Linked DNA regions of Mus musculus: all the other regions are linked to region 4. The links are chromatin contacts, called in public HiChIP or PLAC-seq maps. All regions are on one chromosome and are shown on one strand. The core of a region is the stretch at or near the end of the contact, and the rest is flanking DNA. Distances in the headings are between cores, read along the strand shown. Region 1 has its middle 16 kb from the start of Gm39471. Region 2 has its middle 13 kb from the start of Cpsf4l. Region 3 holds the start of D11Wsu47e (DNA segment, Chr 11, Wayne State University 47, expressed). Region 4 holds the start of Sdk2 (sidekick cell adhesion molecule 2). Region 5 has its middle 19 kb from the start of Gm31399.

Region 1 (3,237 bases), core at 88-2,587, 400 kb before region 4:
AGTCTCCAGCCTCGCCCTCCATCCCATAGTCCTTGCATTTTGCTTCTTAGTCCCAGCTCATTAGCTTGGCAATTACTATGAGCTGTCTGTCTCTCCCTCACCCTGTACACCCTACTCTGGGGTTGGTCCCAGGAACTGGAGGAGGAGGAGGAGGAAGAGGAAAAGGAGGAAAAGGACGAAGAGGAGGAAAAGGAGGAAGATGGGGAGGAGGGGGAGGAGGGAGGAGGAAGAGGGGGAGGGTGGAGAAGGAAGAGGGGAAGGAGGAGGGAAAGGAGGAGGAGGAGGAAAAGGAGGAGGAGGGAAAGGAGGAGGAGGAGGAAAAGGAGGAAGAGGAAAAGGAGGAGGAGGAGGAAAAGGAGGAAGAGGAAAAGGAGGAGGAGGAGGAAAAGGAGGAAGAGGAAAAGGAGGAGGAGGAGGAAAAGGAGGAAGAGGAAAAGAAGGAGGAGGAGGAAGAGGAGGGCTAGCCAGGAGAGTGTGGCTAGGCACTCCTGTTAGCACCATCATGAGCAGCATAGAGGTATGGGCAATTCCTTCCTTCCTTCCTTCCTTCCTTCCTTCCTTCCTTCCTTCCTTCCTTCCTTCCTTCCTTCCGCAAATGCTGATGGAGTCCCTAGGTCAGGAACCATCCTATAGGTGAGACTCAGCAATACCTTGGGAAGTCAATGACAAAACAAAGCAAAGGAAACATTTTGTCAGAAACAGAGCCACCTCTCCCCATACAGAGGAGAGGTGTTGGTTGGGGAGATGGGTGGATAGTCAGAGCTACTTTGGACTGAGGGGTCCTAAGATCGCAAAACCTGGGGATTGTTTTTTGTTTTTCCTCCTTTCCTTCCCTCCCACCTTCTTCCCCTCCCTTCTTTTTTCCACCCTCCTTCCTTCTTTTCCTTACTTTTTCCTTTTTCCTCCCTTCCTTCTCTTTTTCCCTCCCTTCCTTCTTTTTCCCTCCCTTCTTCTCTCCCCCTTTCCGTTCTCTTTCTCCCCCTTCCCTTGGTTGCTCCTCTCTGTCTCTGTCTGTCTCTCTCTGTGTCTCTGTCTCTCTCTTCTTTTGGTGTTGTTGTACCTGGCTTCCATAGGCTTTATTTTACCCAATAAATTTGGTTTAGGGGGTGTGATTTGGGGAGTAAGCTCTTGCTTGCCCTCACTACTTCACAGTCTCCCACGCTGTCCTGTCAGTTCAGCTCAGGCTCCTCAGAGCTGGGCAGTCCTGTTCCTCTTGGCCTTCTGGTAGACTACACCCCCCCGGGGGGGGGGCAATCATTCCACTAGGGGAAGAAGACTGTTGCCCCTCCCCCTAGGCTCTCGCTCCCCGGCACTCTGCCAGCCCCTTCCTCCTCCCAGTCACTCTGTCACTGGAGGCCGCCTCCAGAGTTTGGGAAACAATCGCTCTGTGTGATCTGCCACCCTCTCTTCCTGCCAGTACAAATCATTTGGCAGCACAAACACCGTTGTTCGTGATTGTTCACAAACTCCTTCCCATCAAGTGAGATTTCTTTATTTATTTACTTATGTTTAAAAAAAAAAAAAGAAACAAAGAAAGAAAGAAAAAAGAAAGAAACAACATATCAGAGTGGGTTCTGTGTCTTTCTTCTGTCTGAAGAATTTCAGGATGTTTGATAAGAAGTTCTGACAGCTGGCAAGCCGAGGCAGCTTTCAGTGAGGTCTCGTACATCCATCCCCTCTCAGATCAGGAGCCGGTTGAGGGTGGGCGTTGGAGGGAGGGATTGCCCTCTCCTATGCTGCTGCCCTGGGCTGCATGCAAAGCTGGGCTCAGCTAAGCTCACTCGAGTGGAGTTGAAACGGATCCAACACTTCGCCATCTGGCCCTGGTTGTAAACATGTGTATACAAAGTGAGTGTCACTTGAGCTAATTCTCCAGGCGGCTGCTTTGTGCTTTCCTCTGCTAGAGTTGGGGAAGTGGAGTGGTGGCCCCTGAGGACCCCAGGGTGTGCAGGTGGCTATCTGCACTAGCCAGAGGGATTAGCATCCCACTACAAAGTTCTGGATGCCAGCCAGACTTCACGGACCCGTCTTGGAGCTGCTGCCAACCTCAGTCCAGCTGTGTGCCCATCACTGTTCCCTAAGTGGGCAATCCTCTCCAGACTCCTCCATGTTAGGGGAGATACTCAAGAAGTTATTGGAAGGCTTTGGGGTTTGGGGTTTAAGGGAGAGACTGAGGCAGGCTGTCATATGAGTGTAAGAGATTTATTAGAATTGCAAATAACACCATAGAGCATTGGTTCTCAACTTTCCTAACACTACCACCCTTTATACAGTCCCTCATATGGTGGTGACCCCCAACCATAAAATGACTTTCATTACTACCTCACAACTGTAACTTTGCTGCTGCTATGAACAGTAATATGAATGCTTTTGGTGATGGAGGCTTGCCAAAGGGGTCATGACCCACAGGGTTAGAAGCACTGTCATAGACAGGCAGACAGGACAGACAGACAGCAGCATGGCAGAAGCTCTTAGGAGCTCCCAGGCTCAGGAGGCATTTCGGGGGGTGGGGGTGGGGCCTCCTTCTTATGGAGGGTGGAGGTTTCATGTCATGTGGTTGGTTTGTGAGCCACAGCAGGAGCCTACAGTCGTGTTATATCCCCAATTCCTGGGTGGTAGGAAGAAGAGAGGGAATTCTAGGGAAGGAATGTGTGACTCTGACTATGTGGGTGAGGAGGAAGACATGTAGTTAAGAGGTGTCCATTTTATAGGTGGGGACGCGTGTCACCACCTGTAGCCTGATGTCTAGGAGTCTGTCCATCAACCTGTGCTCTATAAACTCCCCTGGAGAAAGTGAGACCAGCATTCGTGATTCTCCTGGGAACGGGCATCTGGGGAGTTGGTTATGGGCTTGGAGACTCAGGGACTCTCGCAGGAGTCTTAACCTTCCTTGTCGCAGGCTCCCATGGCTTCATCAGCCAGTAGCGTTAAGCCTCACAGTTACCATTGAATTAAAGGAAGCCAGCAGCAGCTTCATGTCTGGCCAGCTGCCTTTCTGCCCTCTTTACTGTCTATTTCCCTGGCTTTGGAAGACCTTACGTACATCATTCTAAGCCTCAGTTTACCCTCTTTCAAATGGACTCATCAGTCTGGATGACGATCCAATGGCCCCTCCCTGGCCCCCATGCAAAGAGAGGCATGGTACAGGGTGACCACAACACCACCCTTGGGACAGACAAAAGCTGCAGGGTGCTGGGTCCATCTGAGGGGGGCGGGATAGCCTTGGTGGTAAACTGG
Region 2 (3,509 bases), core at 161-2,660, 340 kb after region 4:
CGATGTAGAAGCAAGCACCCTTGGCCTCTGAGCCACCTCGATGGTCAGAGCACACTTGATGAGACAACTCAAGATGAAGGAGCTTATAGGCCCCACACAACTAGTGACTGGAGGAGCCAGGACACACCAGGAATGGCCCCTAGAGTCATTTTCACAACTATTAGGCCTTTCGGCAAAAGTGATCTACACACTAGGACCTAGAATGAAGTCCCAGTGCCCAGAGGGCTGCACATGACAGAGGCCTCAATGGCAGCCCCGTCTAAGGGAAACTGACAACTCTGGCTTTTCAGGGACAATGTTTCATTCCCCAAGGGGGTGCTGGCTCTGCCCACCAGACAGTGCATAGGTCCTTCCCTTTCCACACTCACCTTGTCTGTCCCACCTCAGCCAGGCTGGACCAGCACACTGAGCCAACCCTTTGCCTCCGGAGCCCACAGCCTCAGATCTAGCCTGAGCTGCTCCTGTGTGGTGTCCCAGCATTCCCCTATACCCAAAGTCACCCCCTCTTCTCTCCACCAAGGCTCCCACCACATCCCAGGGGGAAGCAGCTGAAAGGAATGGAAGATGTCACAATCCTGACATCCCGGGGATTCTTATCATCCAAGCATCGAATCCGGCTCCCAGTCGCCCCCATGTTACAGATTGGAAGATGGAGACTGGACAACAGGGGACCGAGGAGAAGCACAGAGCAGAGAGAGAGAAAAACTCTCCAGCTTGGGACAGACTGGGGGTTGGACCCCATGCATCAAGCACTGGGGGCAGGGTAGGGGGAGGTTAGAAACTCCGGGAGAGATGAAGGGGTTAGCCTTCACAGGTGTGCATGTGGCCCCATCCACCCCGACCAGACCTTCCCATCCCATCCACACCTGAGCAGATGATGCCGTTCTTGGTACCCTGGACTACAGCTCTAACCTGTGCACATCCATCCATTCCTAGCCGAGGCTCTGAGTTAGGATGCAGGAAAAAGCTAAGAATAAAAAGAGCATTCATCTGCTTACCATCCCTCTCCCTTCGCAAGCTCCTCTAGGCCCAGAGGCTTCCTGCCATCAGCCAGATGGGAGACCAGGAAGAGCGCTCTGGGGGAGGGAGGGAGCCAAGCATGGCGGCAGGCAGATGGACGGTGGTGGTTTGGTCGCAGCAGCCTGTTGCCGAGTCTCACTTAGTTGCTGTGGCCCTGGGGAGAGACTCCTAGATAAGGGGGACAGAAAGAGTCAAAGGTAGCTATGCCCCTCCAACCCCACGAATCCAATCCTAAGGTGACACAACACAGCAAATAAACAAAAGCAACCTGCCGAGACCACAGGGCTCTACCGAATTGTGTTTTCTTTCTGTGCCCATTCTGTTCCAGAAAGTTTGGAGGCAGCTTATGAAATCACATGGAACACAATGGGGTAAAAATAGAACAGAAAAAACAAGACTGGAACAAATCGTCCATGACCCCTGGTGTTCAGGTGGACCCGCACTGGGCTCTGGGCTCTCTGTCAAGACAGAGGGAGATCTATTTATCGATCCACAGGGTTAAGAGATGAATGGACACAGGGCAGTTTAGTGTTTTGATTTTTTTTTCCTTTTTGATACTGAAGTCTAAAATGAATTTTGTTTCGGTTTGATTTCATTTTTTAAGAGCGCTTGTGTTTAGCTAACCGCTCTGCGCTCCCTGAGGGTCGCGCACTTCCAGCCACCCGCCCAGGAACTCTTTGGATCCAAGAATCACACACACACACACACACACACACACACACACACACACACACACACACACTAGCTTATTTTTGAAATGCCTTGGATAACTCAAAGGCTGGGTAGTTCTAATCCTCCACCCGGCTATCATAGATTCCCCTCCTGTACTCCTGACTCTACACCTTCTAAATCTATGATCTATCTTTGCCGCCTTGTTCCTTCTGGGAGGCCCCCCAATCTTTGCTGCCCAAGAGGCTTCTGGGCAGCCCTTTTGGGGGCTGCATTCCTTCTCACATTTTGGATGATTTTCCTTCTGCACCTCTAAATCTGATCCGTCTCCCTCTGAAACCTGGTGATTCTTCACCCCCTCCCCTTTCTCTCCCACATCCTAGCCTGCACAAACCTAAGGCTCCCGCCCTGTCTCCCTTTGCCCAACCATTGGTCATGGGCATCTTTATTAATCGATCAAAACCCAACTGGAGATAAGGACCCTTAGCATTTGGACATGCAGATTCCCAATTAAATCAAAGCATTAGAACCAAGCACCAACACACTTGTTCTTACAGAGGACCTGAGTTCAATTCCCAGCACCAACATGGTGGCTCATGATAATCTGATCCCAGGGACCTGATGGCCCTCTTCTGACTTCTGTGGTATAAGGCATACACATGCATGGTGCGTGTACATACATTCAGGCAAAATACTCATACATATAAAATAAGATAGATAGATAGATAGATAGATAGATAGATAGATAGTTAGTTAGTTAAATGGCTGGGTACAGTGGCCCAGAGCTTTAATTCCAGAACTCCGGAATCAGATGCATGTGGATCTCAGGGAGTTTGAGGCCAGCCTGGTCTACATGATGAGTGTCAGGCCAGACAGAGCTCTATAGTGAGACCCTGTCTCAAAAATAAAGTAAGCCGGTCATGGTGGCGCATGCCTTTAATCCCAGCACTTGGGAGGCAGAGACAGGTGAATTTCTGAGTTTGAGGCCAGCCTGGTCTACAGAGTGAGTTCCAGGACAGCCAGGGCTATACAGAGAAACCTTGTCTCGAAACCCCCCCACCAAATAATTAATTAAAAAAAATAAAGTAATAGTCATAAAATGATAGGCATCCCAGTCCCCTTAGGAAGAGTCACTTAGCCCAGCAACAGAACAGAAGTCAGTACATGAACTGCAAGACAGGCTCTTACTTAGGCAAGGGCACACCTAGCTGATGGCCTGAGCTTGGGTGCTGGTAACGGTTATGGGAGGGGAAGGCTGACCAGACCAGTGGCTGGGGGAATCAGAATCTGTTGTCAGCTTTCCATCACCATAACAAATGCCTAGGAGAATCACCTTAGAAAGCAAAAAGGTTCGTTTTAACTCAAGCTCCAGGTTCCAGTTAGTCTGTTGGTCCTGTTCTCAGGACTGGGTAGAGGCAGAGCGTCATGGTGGTATAGACCACTTACTCTCTGTCCTAGGGATGAGGAAGAAGACGAGGATGGGCCCAGGGCAGGGTGGAAGCGTAGTGGTACTATCTATCAAGTCACATCCCCAATGTCCTAAAGACCTCCCACGAGGCCCTGCCTTTTTTGTCTGTTTGTTTTGGTTTTGGTTTTGGTTTTTTGAGACAGGGTTTCACTGTATAGACCAGGCTGGCCTCGAACTCAGAAATCTGCCTGCCTCTGCCTCGCAAGTACTGGGATTAAAGCGTGCGCCATCACTGCCTGGCTTAGGCCCTGCCTTTTAAAGGTCCCACCATCTTCCCACAGTACTGTCCTGAGGACAAAGCCTTTAACACATGGCTCTTTTAAAAATGAATGCACAGCCAGCTTGTGGTTCT
Region 3 (3,597 bases), core at 585-3,084, 380 kb after region 4:
AAACAAAACAAAACCAATAAACAGATGGGTATGATCTCCATTTTTAAGTTATAAATTGTAATATAATTGATTATTCATATGTATATGGATATATAATCATAGGAGGATTTCTGAGTTCGAGGCCAGCCTGGTCTACAGAGTGAGTTCCAGGACAGAACCCTGTTTCAAAAAACCCCCCAAAAAAAACCAAAAAAAAAAAAAAGTACATTACACACTATATCTATCTCTTGTTATTCTCTGGAGTTGGGAAAGGAGAGGGTTGAATTACAAAGCTCGCCTGTGAGCTATTACTACATCTTTAAAATTCCAAAGGCCAGGAACCATCTCTCCTGGGGATGACTCCATTCTCAAAATCTACTACCACAAAGCATATTGTGTACCCCTGAATGCTCTGAGGAAGCTAAGGTGGTTTAATGGCAGCCTGGACTACACAGGGAGATTGTCTCTCCATCAATGCCCACGCAGACACACCTCTACCACTGACGCTGGTATGTGACATTTGTTGAACGAATAAACATGTTTACTATAACTATTTAATACCGTGACTGAAAATACCTCCTGGCCAGTAAATAGATTAAAAAAAATAAAAAACAAACAAACCCCCCAAACCCTGAGTCTGAAACCACTTTACAAGATAAAAATCCATTTGTTTAAAGCAACCATTACTTTATCGTTCATAAAAGGCACACCCAAACTGTTTCCCACCGAGTGCACCATAAGTCTTCTGTTAGTGAGAATGCACTGCCGCACTGAAGGGCACACGACAAAGACAATACATGGGCTTTCCAGTTTTTTTGTTTGTTTTGTTTTGGAGACAGGGTTTCTCTGTGTAGCCCTGGCTGTCCTGGAACTCACTCCGTAGACCAGGCTGGCCTTGACCTCAGAAATCCGCCTGCCTCTGCCTCCCAAGTGTTGGGATTAAAGGCGCGCGCCACCGCCGCCCGGTTGGACTTTCCAGTTTTAACGGTAGACTTTTTTGAGATGATGGGGTCTTACCTGGTAGCCTTGTCTTCCCTGGAACTCTCACTAGGTAGACCAGGATGGCCTTGAACTCACATAGATCAGCTTGCTCTGCCTCCTGAGTAGTGGGATTAAAAGGCGTGCATTACTACGCCAGACTCTACACCCTACACTTTAACAGGGGTTTCGTTTTCCTGCCTGACCTCTTGTCGACTCTCCTAAAGACCCCCATGCTTATGGATCACTGTTCACGTTTGGCAGAAACTCTGAATATCAGTTTGTGTAAGGTGGGGAGCTGATAGTACTGAGTCCTAGACAAAGAACTGGATTATGCTCCTGACAGAGAAAAGGGAATGCGTCTGACAACCAAAGTTAAGACTTCCCCAAGTCTTAGAGTACACGTATTCTGGTGGTGGTGGTGAGATCACATGGGAGACAAGGTCTCAAGTAGCCCAGGCTGGCTTCGAACTTGTTACACAGTCGAGGATGATTCTGACCTCCTGGTCTTGCAGCTTCTCCTCCCAAGAATGGGGATGACAGGTGTGCGCAACTCACGGCGGGCAGGGACCTCGCGATTCGCCACTGATCAAGCTCACCTCGCCAGCCGCGAGGCAGCTCCGTCCACACCGCCGCGTTCCCACGCCTGCCGGTCTCCCCCACACCTCTCGGTCCGGCCTCTTCCAGCAGGTGGGCGTGGCCCTTCCCGGTACGGAACTCCGTTATCCCGTTCGCCTGTTCCGCACTCCTCTCTTGACCTGCAACAAAGGTCGCGGAAAAATAGCCCAGCCCTTAGCTACTCCATGGAACGGGCTCCGCACCGTTCGGAGACGCGAAGTTCCACGCCGCACACTCTTAGAACCCGGAGCCCACCAACACCTTCCCAACCAGAGGACCCCTGAGCCTGTGGCCGTCCGCGTCTGTGCCTGATGGAGCTCGTCTGGTTCTTTTTAAAATTTTCACCTTAGAGAGGCTTAACGCAGAGACAAGTATCAATGATCGTCAAATAATGTAATTTATCTAAAATCTGGCTTGACTTTTACGTCGTGTCCTGTTTTGTTTTTGAACAGGCGGCTGCCCCGGACACCTAAACGGGGGTCCTGGAAGTTCCCGGTCAGTCTTCCCTCTGGGACCCGCCTCTTCCTGCGTGCGCGGTGATGGGAAAGCGCGGCCGGCGTCCCGCCTCCGCGCAGCCGCAGGAGGACAGTACCACGGCGCCTGCGACATGGGGAGGCGCGGAGGCGACACCGGAAGTGGCTGTGGTCCGGGTCGGCCCGAGGGGGACTCAGCGCCCGCAGCAACCACCCGCGCGGCGGCGGTCAGAGCTCAGACCCGTGCGGGTGGGCGTGGCGGGCGCCGGGACACAGCTCCGACTGTTCGCTGTCGGCGCGGGGCGGCGCCGCGTCGCTCGCCTTCACCAGCTGCCATGAGCGAGCGCCTCCGCCCCAGGTGAGGGAAGGGGGGAACCCGCTTTCTCCGCGGCCCCTCGGCCGAGGATGTGCGCTCTGGAGCCGAGGGGCGGACGGAGCCGGCGGGGTGGTGGTGCGAGGCTCTGGGCTGCGCTGCTCTGCGGTCGGAGGAGGCGGAGGGGAGAAGGTGGCGCCGCCTCTGACACTTGGACCCCGTGGGCAGCCAGGGAGGCGACGCTCTGGAATCCAGGGCTGCCCCTTCTCCGTCTTTTCCTTGTTTTCTTCGTCTTCTGCCCTTTCCGCTTCGGAATGAGGTTTGTTCGGCCCGACGAGACGGACGGTGTGGTCCTTCCTAAATTGAGGCGGGCGGTGGTGGTAGGGGGATGGGAGGGATGGCCGATCTGGAAGAGATGGCTCCCTTCGAGCGAGGCGCCTCGGAGAGGGGACGGGATGCTTCGGGGGCGGGGAGCTGCTGGCGCCCCAAGGTCAGGAGAAAGGCGGGGGTTGGGCTTAACCCCTGCAGCTGGGAGGGCTTAGGGCAGACCGCAGCGCTGTGCCCTCCCTCATCTGATGGACCCGGGTGGGTGGTGACCCACTCTCGGTTGTAGCATTAGCAGGCAGGATTCTAAACAGTTTGGATGAGGGGCCAGTTGGCTGGGAGCAGGGAGGTGGCTAACACCACGAGTTACTCTCAACCCTCACTAGGCGGGCGGCCCCTCGGGGCTTTAGGCCCGATCCAGATGAAGTTTCTTTTCTCCTTATTTTCCGTCTGGGAAGAAGTAAGTTGGGACGCCTTACCTCAGAATGAAGAAGGCTGGCTTTATTTCTTACTGGAAAGTCTCCTAATAAGATGCTTGACGATCTATCTACATCTACGCTAAGTTGTACTTTTTCATTTCTCTGGTGGAGAACAGAGAACGGATTTAGAGAGACTCATTTATTTATCTAAGTCTATTCAGGCTCGCGGCTCTTTATTCCGTAGTCGTCTCAGGCTTAAAGAAGGTGGATCGTAGGCTTGCTTTTTTATTTTCTCTCATAAATGATTTTACTTATTTTATTTTATGTGTATGAGTGGTTTGCCTGTGTATATGTATGTACATCACGACGTGCGTGTCTAGTGTCAACGTAGACTCAGAGGAGGGCTGGGAACAAAACCCCAGTCCTCTGTAGGACTAACAGGGGTCTTCCGTGGCTGGGCCATCTCCTCAGCCCTGAGTCTTGTTCCTTGCAT
Region 4 (3,678 bases), core at 154-2,653:
TAGGCTGCTTATCCCCAAAGCCACTCCTCAGTCAAAAACTCAGTCGGATAACAAGCCCTAGGCCCGGACTAGGTTCAGACTGCCAGGGAGAAAGACAAAAGCAGGGTTTGAAGTGGACGAATGTAAAGCTGAAGACAGGCAGGCTAGGTTTTTCGTCTATTTCCACTAAATGCTCAAAGCTGTTCTTCCAAGGCAGGTGAGGAGAGAACAGTAGAGCGATGAGAGGTGTTCAGTGCCTGCGTCCATAGCGATGAGAAGAGGCTTGGGGACTGGAGAAGATGAGGCAGAGCTCTCGAAGTCAGTGAGATGCCTGAAGGGCAATGACCAGAACTGGAAGACCACAGGGGTGTGTCTCCGAAGACCTGGGCCCTGGAGGCATGAAGAGAAAAGCTGGCAAAGGTGACGGGCCTCAACCCTTCCTTTTCCAGCCGAAATACCAACCTTGCAAGACTGATTTTTTTTCCCAGCAGGCTCAGTGCCAGGGACTACACCGTCTTTTAGGAAACCCACGGAACTGTTTTAATTTCTTTTAAAATCAGGGGAAAAATTAAATGAACTTTTAAATGAAAGAAAATGTTTTAATATGTAGTAATATATTTGTTTTTACGCCAACACAGCCGCAAAATATTACTTTTAATATTTTTAATAGAGAAAAGAGCCCACGGAGGTAGAGGCGTCTGTTGCCTGTAAGTACAACTGTTAAAGGGGTCTTCCAGCTCCTGGCCTTCCCACACTAGAAGGTACATTCTGCTCCCTTCCCTGGGCCACGAGGGAGGACCCCTCTGGCTCTCTCCTTTGTGTCTCTGCTGCTAATGTGCCTTTAAAGGGGGAGCTCAGAAGAAGAAGAAGAAACAAAGAACGCACGAGTTTGGCACCAACTTCACTTTCTCAGCCTTCTGCAAGTCCCAGGCTTCCCCTTTATCTTGCTCTCCGCCCTGAGCGTTTCCAGACTTTTAAAGAGTCTGACCTGGGAAGGAAAAACTGGAATCAACCGGTTGACACCCCCCCCCCCCCCAACACACACACACACCCTTCCCAAACTGTTCTGCCTGGTCGAATCCAGAGGGGTACTGGGGGCTTCATCCTATGGGAGACTGGGATAAGGCCTTCTAGGGAGGAGTGAGGGTGGGCTGAAGCTAGAAGACCGGGCCAGAGAGAGCGGCTCGCTTGCAGCCCGCGCTACTGCCCTCCGGTGGGTCCCGGAGACGCCAGGCGTCCGCGGCCGCGCACACGGATTGGGTTTCTGCGGGGCTCGCTCCCGGGCCTGGCTCGGGGCCGCCGCCGCCCCCTCCCTGCGCGCAGGCTGCGCTCCAGTCGCGGCCACGGGGTAGCGCTCGGCCCCCCTCTCCGCGTCTCCGCCTCCGCCGCGCTCGTCTCCGGCTCCCGCTGCCCCCGCAGCTCCAGCTCGGCGCAGGCAGACTCTCAGGCTCGGCAGCAGAGCAGCTCTGAGGACGCTGAGCCCGGGCAGCCCAGAGCTCCAGGCTCTGCGAGGCAGCTGCTGCCGAGGTGGGCGAGCAGCAGGCGCGGCCGAGGCGCGGGAGCAGCCGTGGAGACTCGGGTCCCCGCGCCGGGCGAAAACGCCGGGGGGCCGAGGCGGCGCCGAAACCCCGGATCCCAAAGCTGCCGGCAGGGCTTTCCCGGTGCGGCTCGCGCCGAGCTCCATCCCGGGTGCGGCGGAGAGCAGGACCCGCCGGTCTCCTCCTCAGGATCGCCCGCAAGAGGCGCGGTGCCCAGGCGCTGGCTGGAACCTGGGCCGCCCAGCCGGGTACCCGAACCGGGCATCCATCCCTGCCCGCAGCTGGCGCAGACATGGGCGCACGGGGCTGCGCGCCGGGCCGTGGGACCCGCAAAGTTTGCTAGCCGGAGGTGCTCAGAGCCTAGGGCGAGCCCCGCACCGAAGCCCCAGGGGAGGTACCCCCGAAATCACTGAATTGGGCACGAGGACCGTGGAGCTGAGAAGGGTGGCTCGGCCCCGCTTAGATGCCTTCTGCAAAGTTAGAAGAGAAGAAAACTTCGGCTCCGGGGAGATTCGGACCGTTATGCTAACCGCGCCCCCCGAGCCCTGCGCCCCTTCTAAAAGACACCCGGCGCCCGCGCCTGCTACTGTGCTCCGCTTACATCAAGTCCCAGGGGCCCGGCGCCTGGAACCGCGGTGACTACGTCGGCCCGGGAGAACCCAACCAGGGGGCGGGGAGGGGCGGGAGGCGGGCAACGTGGCCACCAGGAGGAAGTTTCCTGAAGTTGTCCTCTGATTCGGGAGCTCATCCAGCGACCAGGCCGGATCGCAGGGGTCGCCCTGCCTATGAGACGTAGTCTGAGTCGGGGTGCTAAGGGATACAGGCACCCCGAATTTGAGAGGAGGCTTGGCCTCTTTCTGCTCTCCCCCTCGCTTTACGGAATAGCCAGCGCAGAAAGAGGGGAAAGCATTTGGGGTCGCCGGTGCGGCCCCTACGGGCATAGCGTCCAGGACTTGACCACACAGTCTCCCGGGACTCCAAAGGATTATAAAGCAACTCGCAAAGAGGGGGCACTTTAGAGGACCCCTCGGTCAGCATGTTCAGCAGCATGTGGAGGCTGCCGCTCTGGACTCTACTGGCCCTGCATCGGATCCACTCGGCCGGGGCCCAAGGTACGGTATGGGTGACTTTCTCCACGTGGAACTGGAGAAGGGGTTTGGGTGGGCAGAAGAGAGGTAACCCCCCTAAGACACCGCGTTTGGCCCAAGCTGGACCATCTCTTGTACGTCTCAATGCTCCCCGCTTCTTCGACTTTTGGAGCTCTGTTTGGGGTGGGGCAGTGTCTGATACTTCTGACCTTTCTGGACCGGAAAGGTGAGGTTACGGGGAGGTGGACCTTTGTGGATACTCTCTGGTCGGGGTAGGAGGGGCGCGTCATTCTGTGTCTTGGCTCCATTGAACTCCCTAAGCTCCTGGTCCTGCTTGACGTCCGAAAGGAAGGGCAAACCATGGCAGGCAGGCACTGTGTGGTCCCAGGGCGAGAAGATGGGGCGGGCAGAAGCTGGGAAGAAGCCGTAGTGGTGGCTCAGGGTGCCCGCTTGATTTCCCCTCAAGAGCAGATACTCTGGTTAGCCATGTATGGGAGCCCGCGCCTGGCTGCCTGGCCGGCCGTGGCCGCGAGAGCTGGGGCGGTTTGGCGGCATGGTCCCGGAGCCCAGCGGCGAGGACAGCGGCAGACCCAACCCCCACCCCACCCCGACACACCCAACGGGCAGCCCCAGCCTCCAGCTTCCAGGACTAGCTGGATGCCTGGCCACTGCTGCTTTGATCTGTAGCGGCCCAGAGCAGACAGCCTGGTGAGGAAGGGCTAGTGGGTGTTCAGTGGGTGTGTTGAAAGGAGGTGCGATGGGGTTGTCCCTCCCCGCCTCCTGCAGCGGATGCCCGCGCGTCTCTGGGGTCCCCTGGAGGGTCATGGTAGGCTACGGCGGCGGCTGCACCCGAGCTTTCTTGCGTTTGGGGTTCGAGGATCCAGATGGTGGTGGCCGTGGTGGCCGAGCGGCGCCTGCTGGGGGCAAAGGGAGAAGTAGTCTAGAGTGAATCCCCAGACTCATCGGTTCAGCTTTAGATTTCCTTCGGCTTTCCAGGCTCACAGAGAAGCCAGACCTACCCAAGAGCCAGGGGCTTCAGGGCTTCGGTAGGGACTGGGATGGCGTCGCAATCC
Region 5 (3,511 bases), core at 394-2,893, 340 kb before region 4:
TCTTTCTTTAATTTCTGTGACAGAGTAATACAGAGTCTCAGGCCATGACCTTTTCTCAGGCCATTATAGGAGTCAAATTTGCTTCCATCAGGAGGCATCACCAGCCGGCTTCATCATCGCTCCACATGTAAGGTGACCCTGCACAGCGCCAGATAGAGACAGATGGGCCGGCCCCTCTGCTGCTCAGACAGCACACAGGAGCCTCAACAGATGGCAGGAAATGCTGGAATGTGGATCTGTAGCTCTCCTGGACCACACCACTCTCAGAAGGGTGGAGGAGGGCACAGGCAATGTGCCCTGGACCATCTCCTGTGGCTATTAGAGAATAGATAAGACTGGTGAATGCATAGTGAAAAGAGACTTGTCTGGACTCATGGAATCTGGAGGCTGGGATGTCCTAGATTATAGGTACCTCTAGAAGTCCTTGAACTTCGTGTTTATCTGGGAACCCTCTAGGGAAGACCAACAAGAAGATCAGCCTTTTCTGAGGTCCCAGACTCCATAAAACAGAGTGCCAAGTTTATCTAGTCAGACAGCCATGCTCCAACCATAGCACTGGTATAGCACTGCTGTGTTACTATACAAGCCTGTAGATTTCTGGAACATTCTAGAGAGTTCTGGATCTTTTTGGACAATTTCTAGTTTTCTTTTTCTCATTCCTCTGGGAACACTAATACGGGGAGGCAGATCATGGCAGTCAAGGCCATGGCTTGTCACAAACATGGTCTGCCGGGCCCACAGAGGGAACTCCTGGGGCTGCTGCAAGGTCCAAGCAGAGGTCCCAGGAAGGTCCCTAGCATGGCTGTGTGTGAATTTGTGTCTGGATAAAGGTGAATTTCTGAGTGAATGAATTCTCTGAGGTAAGTAGGTGCCTACATGTTCCTGTGTTGGTGTAAGAGTTGGTATGAATGCGTCTGTGTTTATGTGTTGGTGTGAATGTTGACTGTGTGTGTCTGCATGGCTTGAGTATCTGTGTATGCATGCCTTCTCTGTGTGTATGTCAGTGTATTTCATGCTAGTGTCTGTGAGTGTGAGTCCTTAGGTGTGTCTGTGTGAACATGCCTGAGTGATTGTGTGAGTCTTGCGTGCTGTCTTTGGTATGTGACTGTGTGTATTAGTTTCTGTGGAGGTATATGAGTGTGAGACTGTGTGTGTGTGTGTGTGATGTGTGTATGGGTACTTTTGAGTGTGAGTCCCTGGGTATAAGTGTGTGAGTGTGTGGATATGTACTGAGTGTAAGTCCTCTGTGTGTGTGTGTTGGTGTGTGAATATGTGGCATGTCTCTGTATGATATAAAGGTGAGTCTCTGTGTGTGTCTGGGTGTGTGTGATTGTGTGTTGGTCTCTAAGTCTGTGATAACAAGAATCACAGTGTGTGCACATTGTGTGAGAAGTTGGTGAGCTATATATACATACAGGCATCCGTAGGGAGTCTGGGGCATTCCCTGTGGAGTTTGAGCTGGTGTGTGAAGAAACCGCTGAGGTCGATTCAGAATTGACTTGAGGCTGGGTAGCGGTGACAGTCAGGACAGGGTGGAGAAGGACGCTAACAGCTGAAGCGTTGCTCCATGATTGAGTGGGGATCGCAAAGGAGACAGAGCTGAGAGGCCCAGGGTTCACTGGGAGGCTGGCAGGGGGCGCTGTGAGGTACAGCCGGCTGTGGCTTCAGAGGTCTTGGCTAAAGCCAAGGCACTGGGCAGCCAGGGCTCAGCCAGGGGACTTGTGGAGGCCACAGAAACCAGAGAGGGCCTCCCCTTCCGGGGCTCTGTCTCTGGAAGAAACCTATGAAGGTGGCATTGTCTTTGTCTCCCCTTCACCAGGGCTGATCCGGTGTAGTGTCATAGACTTCCTGGGCCGTTTCTTCCAGCCTTCTGGCTTGTGACTGCTTATTGCAAATGCAGTTAGGGGTTCTGGGCCGCTTTGTTCTTTTAAATAATAGCAAATGTAGCCAAGGGTGTTGTCCCTTTGCCGAGGATTTTCTCACTCAGAGCTGGGACCCCCACCTCCCAGCGGTCTCTCTGGTCGATCTGGTGTCCTAATCCTGGGTTCTGGCATCAGAGTGGTTGCCATGGGGATCTCACCATTTCGCATGTTGATGCTGGATTCAGCAAGAAATGAATGTGAAGAAAGGGGGAAGGTGAGAGGGAGGAGGGGAGGAAACAGGATTCTTAGGGTCTCTCCAGGGTCGGGGCTTGGGAGGTGGCCAGGAAGAAGTAGGGAAGGATGCCTGAGTTTCCTCAGCCAGGAGCAAAATAGTGCCAGCTGGTGACTGAAAACAAAAGCACTAGTCCTCTGTAATTCCCTGAAGTGAAAAAAAATTCAAGTTTCAAGCAGAGTTGGTTCCTGCAGGAGGACTCCTAGGGAGGACTTCTGTCTCCTCCTCCTTTCAGTCTTGTCTGTCAGTGTCCTGTTGTATCTCGCCCTGCACACACACACACACACACACGCACACGCACACGCGCGCGCACGCACGCGCGCACACACACACACACACACACACACACACACAGAGAGAGAGAGAGAGAGAGAGAGAGAGAGAGAGAGAGAGAGATATCACTCCTGACTCTCTGGGGCCTTCTCCTCCGCTCTCCCCTCCACTGGCCCTTCTCCTCTGTCTGTAAGCTCATCCCTCTGCTATCTCTGGTAAGAGCACTTTCCAGGAACCCGGTGAGGTGGCTCAGTGTGTGAGAGCACTTGCTCCACAAGCCTGAAGGCCTGAGTTCAAGTCCCCAGTTCCCACACAAAAGCTTGTCATTGCAACCATACCGAGGTGGAGATAGTAGGATCCCAGAAGCTGGTTGACTTACTAATCAAAATGGTGAGAGAGCCTGTCTCTGGTAATGAGGTGGAAGAGAGACCGTGTCTCTGGTAATGGGGTAGAAGGACACCCAGCATTTTCCTCTGGCCTCTATCCATATATGCATGTGTGCATTTGCACTCTCACAGATACACACCTGTATATACATACACGTGCATGCACATACACACCCACCCACATACACACGTGCACACACAGGCACACACATGCACACATATGCACAGACACACACATGCACACATATATGCACACACACACACATGAACACACATGCACAGACACACACACATGCACACATATGCACAGGCACACATATGAATACACATGCACAGATACACACATGCACACACATGCACACATATGCACAGGCACACACATGCACACACACGGATGCACACATGCACATACACAGACACACACATGAACGAACACACATGCACACACAGATGCACAGAAGCATGCACAAACATGTGTGTTTGTAGGAAACACTCTTCAGGGGACTTAAGGCCTTCCCTAGATCTATCATGATCTCATTATCTCTGAGTCCCACTTTCCCAAATAACACTAATTCTCCAGGTTCCATACCTATTTGAAGACCACCTAGCTGGGATTTGGATCAGTTCCCAGCTGGTGCTGCTGTTCTGGGAGCTAGGACCTAGCTGGAGGAAGTGGATGACTGGTGGGGCCTTTAAGG

Evidence for each region. HiChIP or PLAC-seq counts read pairs in DNA pulled down with a chosen protein or histone mark.
Region 1: a contact with region 4 is called in an H3K4me3 HiChIP or PLAC-seq map of forebrain, with 8 times the contacts expected there. The contact joins the enhancer-like site here to the promoter of Sdk2 in region 4. A contact is called at or near these places in 3 of 39 promoter capture datasets (embryonic stem cells, hippocampal neurons and pre-B cells), 16 of 484 Hi-C or Micro-C datasets (cardiomyocytes, cerebellar granule neurons, cerebellum and 8 more), 9 of 115 datasets of contacts at active chromatin or transcription factors (astrocytes, embryonic basal ganglia, embryonic forebrain and 6 more) and 1 of 9 other capture datasets (embryonic stem cells).
Region 2: an H3K4me3 HiChIP or PLAC-seq map of forebrain shows a contact between it and region 4, with 2.4 times the contacts expected there. The contact joins the enhancer-like site here to the promoter of Sdk2 in region 4. A contact is called at or near these places in 3 of 484 Hi-C or Micro-C datasets (embryonic stem cells and myocytes) and 4 of 115 datasets of contacts at active chromatin or transcription factors (craniofacial prominence, embryonic forebrain, forebrain and 1 more).
Region 3: an H3K4me3 HiChIP or PLAC-seq map of embryonic stem cells shows a contact between it and region 4, with 10 read pairs. The contact joins the promoter of D11Wsu47e here to the promoter of Sdk2 in region 4. A contact is called at or near these places in 3 of 39 promoter capture datasets (embryonic stem cells, hippocampal neurons and pre-B cells), 2 of 484 Hi-C or Micro-C datasets (embryonic stem cells and trophoblast stem cells), 4 of 115 datasets of contacts at active chromatin or transcription factors (the SCID.adh cell line, embryonic forebrain, embryonic midbrain and 1 more) and 2 of 9 other capture datasets (embryonic stem cells and pancreatic islet).
Region 5: an H3K4me3 HiChIP or PLAC-seq map of embryonic forebrain shows a contact between it and region 4, with 7 times the contacts expected there. The contact joins the enhancer-like site here to the promoter of Sdk2 in region 4. A contact is called at or near these places in 2 of 39 promoter capture datasets (hippocampal neurons and pre-B cells), 1 of 15 datasets of contacts at CTCF or cohesin (stem cell-derived epiblast-like cells), 10 of 484 Hi-C or Micro-C datasets (Sertoli cells, cerebral cortex, embryonic fibroblasts and 5 more), 9 of 115 datasets of contacts at active chromatin or transcription factors (VIP interneurons, embryonic basal ganglia, embryonic forebrain and 6 more) and 1 of 9 other capture datasets (embryonic stem cells).

The regions. Positions count from the first base shown.
Region 1 is chr11:114,466,636-114,469,872 of GRCm38.p6, reverse strand. No RefSeq gene overlaps it. Among named protein-coding and RNA genes, the nearest start is that of Gm39471, 16 kb to the left of the region's middle. Within about 2 kb of position 1,337, at least 97 of the 459 cell types and tissues checked have an H3K27ac peak or open chromatin away from gene starts, as enhancers often do. A contact at or near this core is called in cerebellum, cerebral cortex, cortical neurons and 6 more, where this site is marked.
Region 2 is chr11:113,720,507-113,724,015 of GRCm38.p6, reverse strand. No RefSeq gene overlaps it. Among named protein-coding and RNA genes, the nearest start is that of Cpsf4l, 13 kb to the right of the region's middle. Within about 2 kb of position 1,410, at least 18 of the 459 cell types and tissues checked have an H3K27ac peak or open chromatin away from gene starts, as enhancers often do. A contact at or near this core is called in forebrain, where this site is marked.
Region 3 is chr11:113,682,671-113,686,267 of GRCm38.p6, reverse strand. It overlaps D11Wsu47e (DNA segment, Chr 11, Wayne State University 47, expressed), which reads right to left and starts at 1,834. Exons shown (of 5, transcript NM_001361593.1): 1 at 1,557-1,834. It overlaps Fam104a (family with sequence similarity 104, member A), which reads left to right and starts at 2,117. Exons shown (of 3, transcript NM_138598.5): 1 at 2,117-2,406. The coding sequence starts at 2,183.
Region 4 is chr11:114,064,754-114,068,431 of GRCm38.p6, reverse strand. It overlaps Sdk2 (sidekick cell adhesion molecule 2), which reads left to right and starts at 1,403. Exons shown (of 45, transcript NM_172800.3): 1 at 1,403-2,629. The coding sequence starts at 2,554.
Region 5 is chr11:114,401,308-114,404,818 of GRCm38.p6, reverse strand. No RefSeq gene overlaps it. Among named protein-coding and RNA genes, the nearest start is that of Gm31399, 19 kb to the left of the region's middle. Within about 2 kb of position 1,643, at least 32 of the 459 cell types and tissues checked have an H3K27ac peak or open chromatin away from gene starts, as enhancers often do. A contact at or near this core is called in cerebral cortex, embryonic forebrain and stem cell-derived motor neurons, where this site is marked.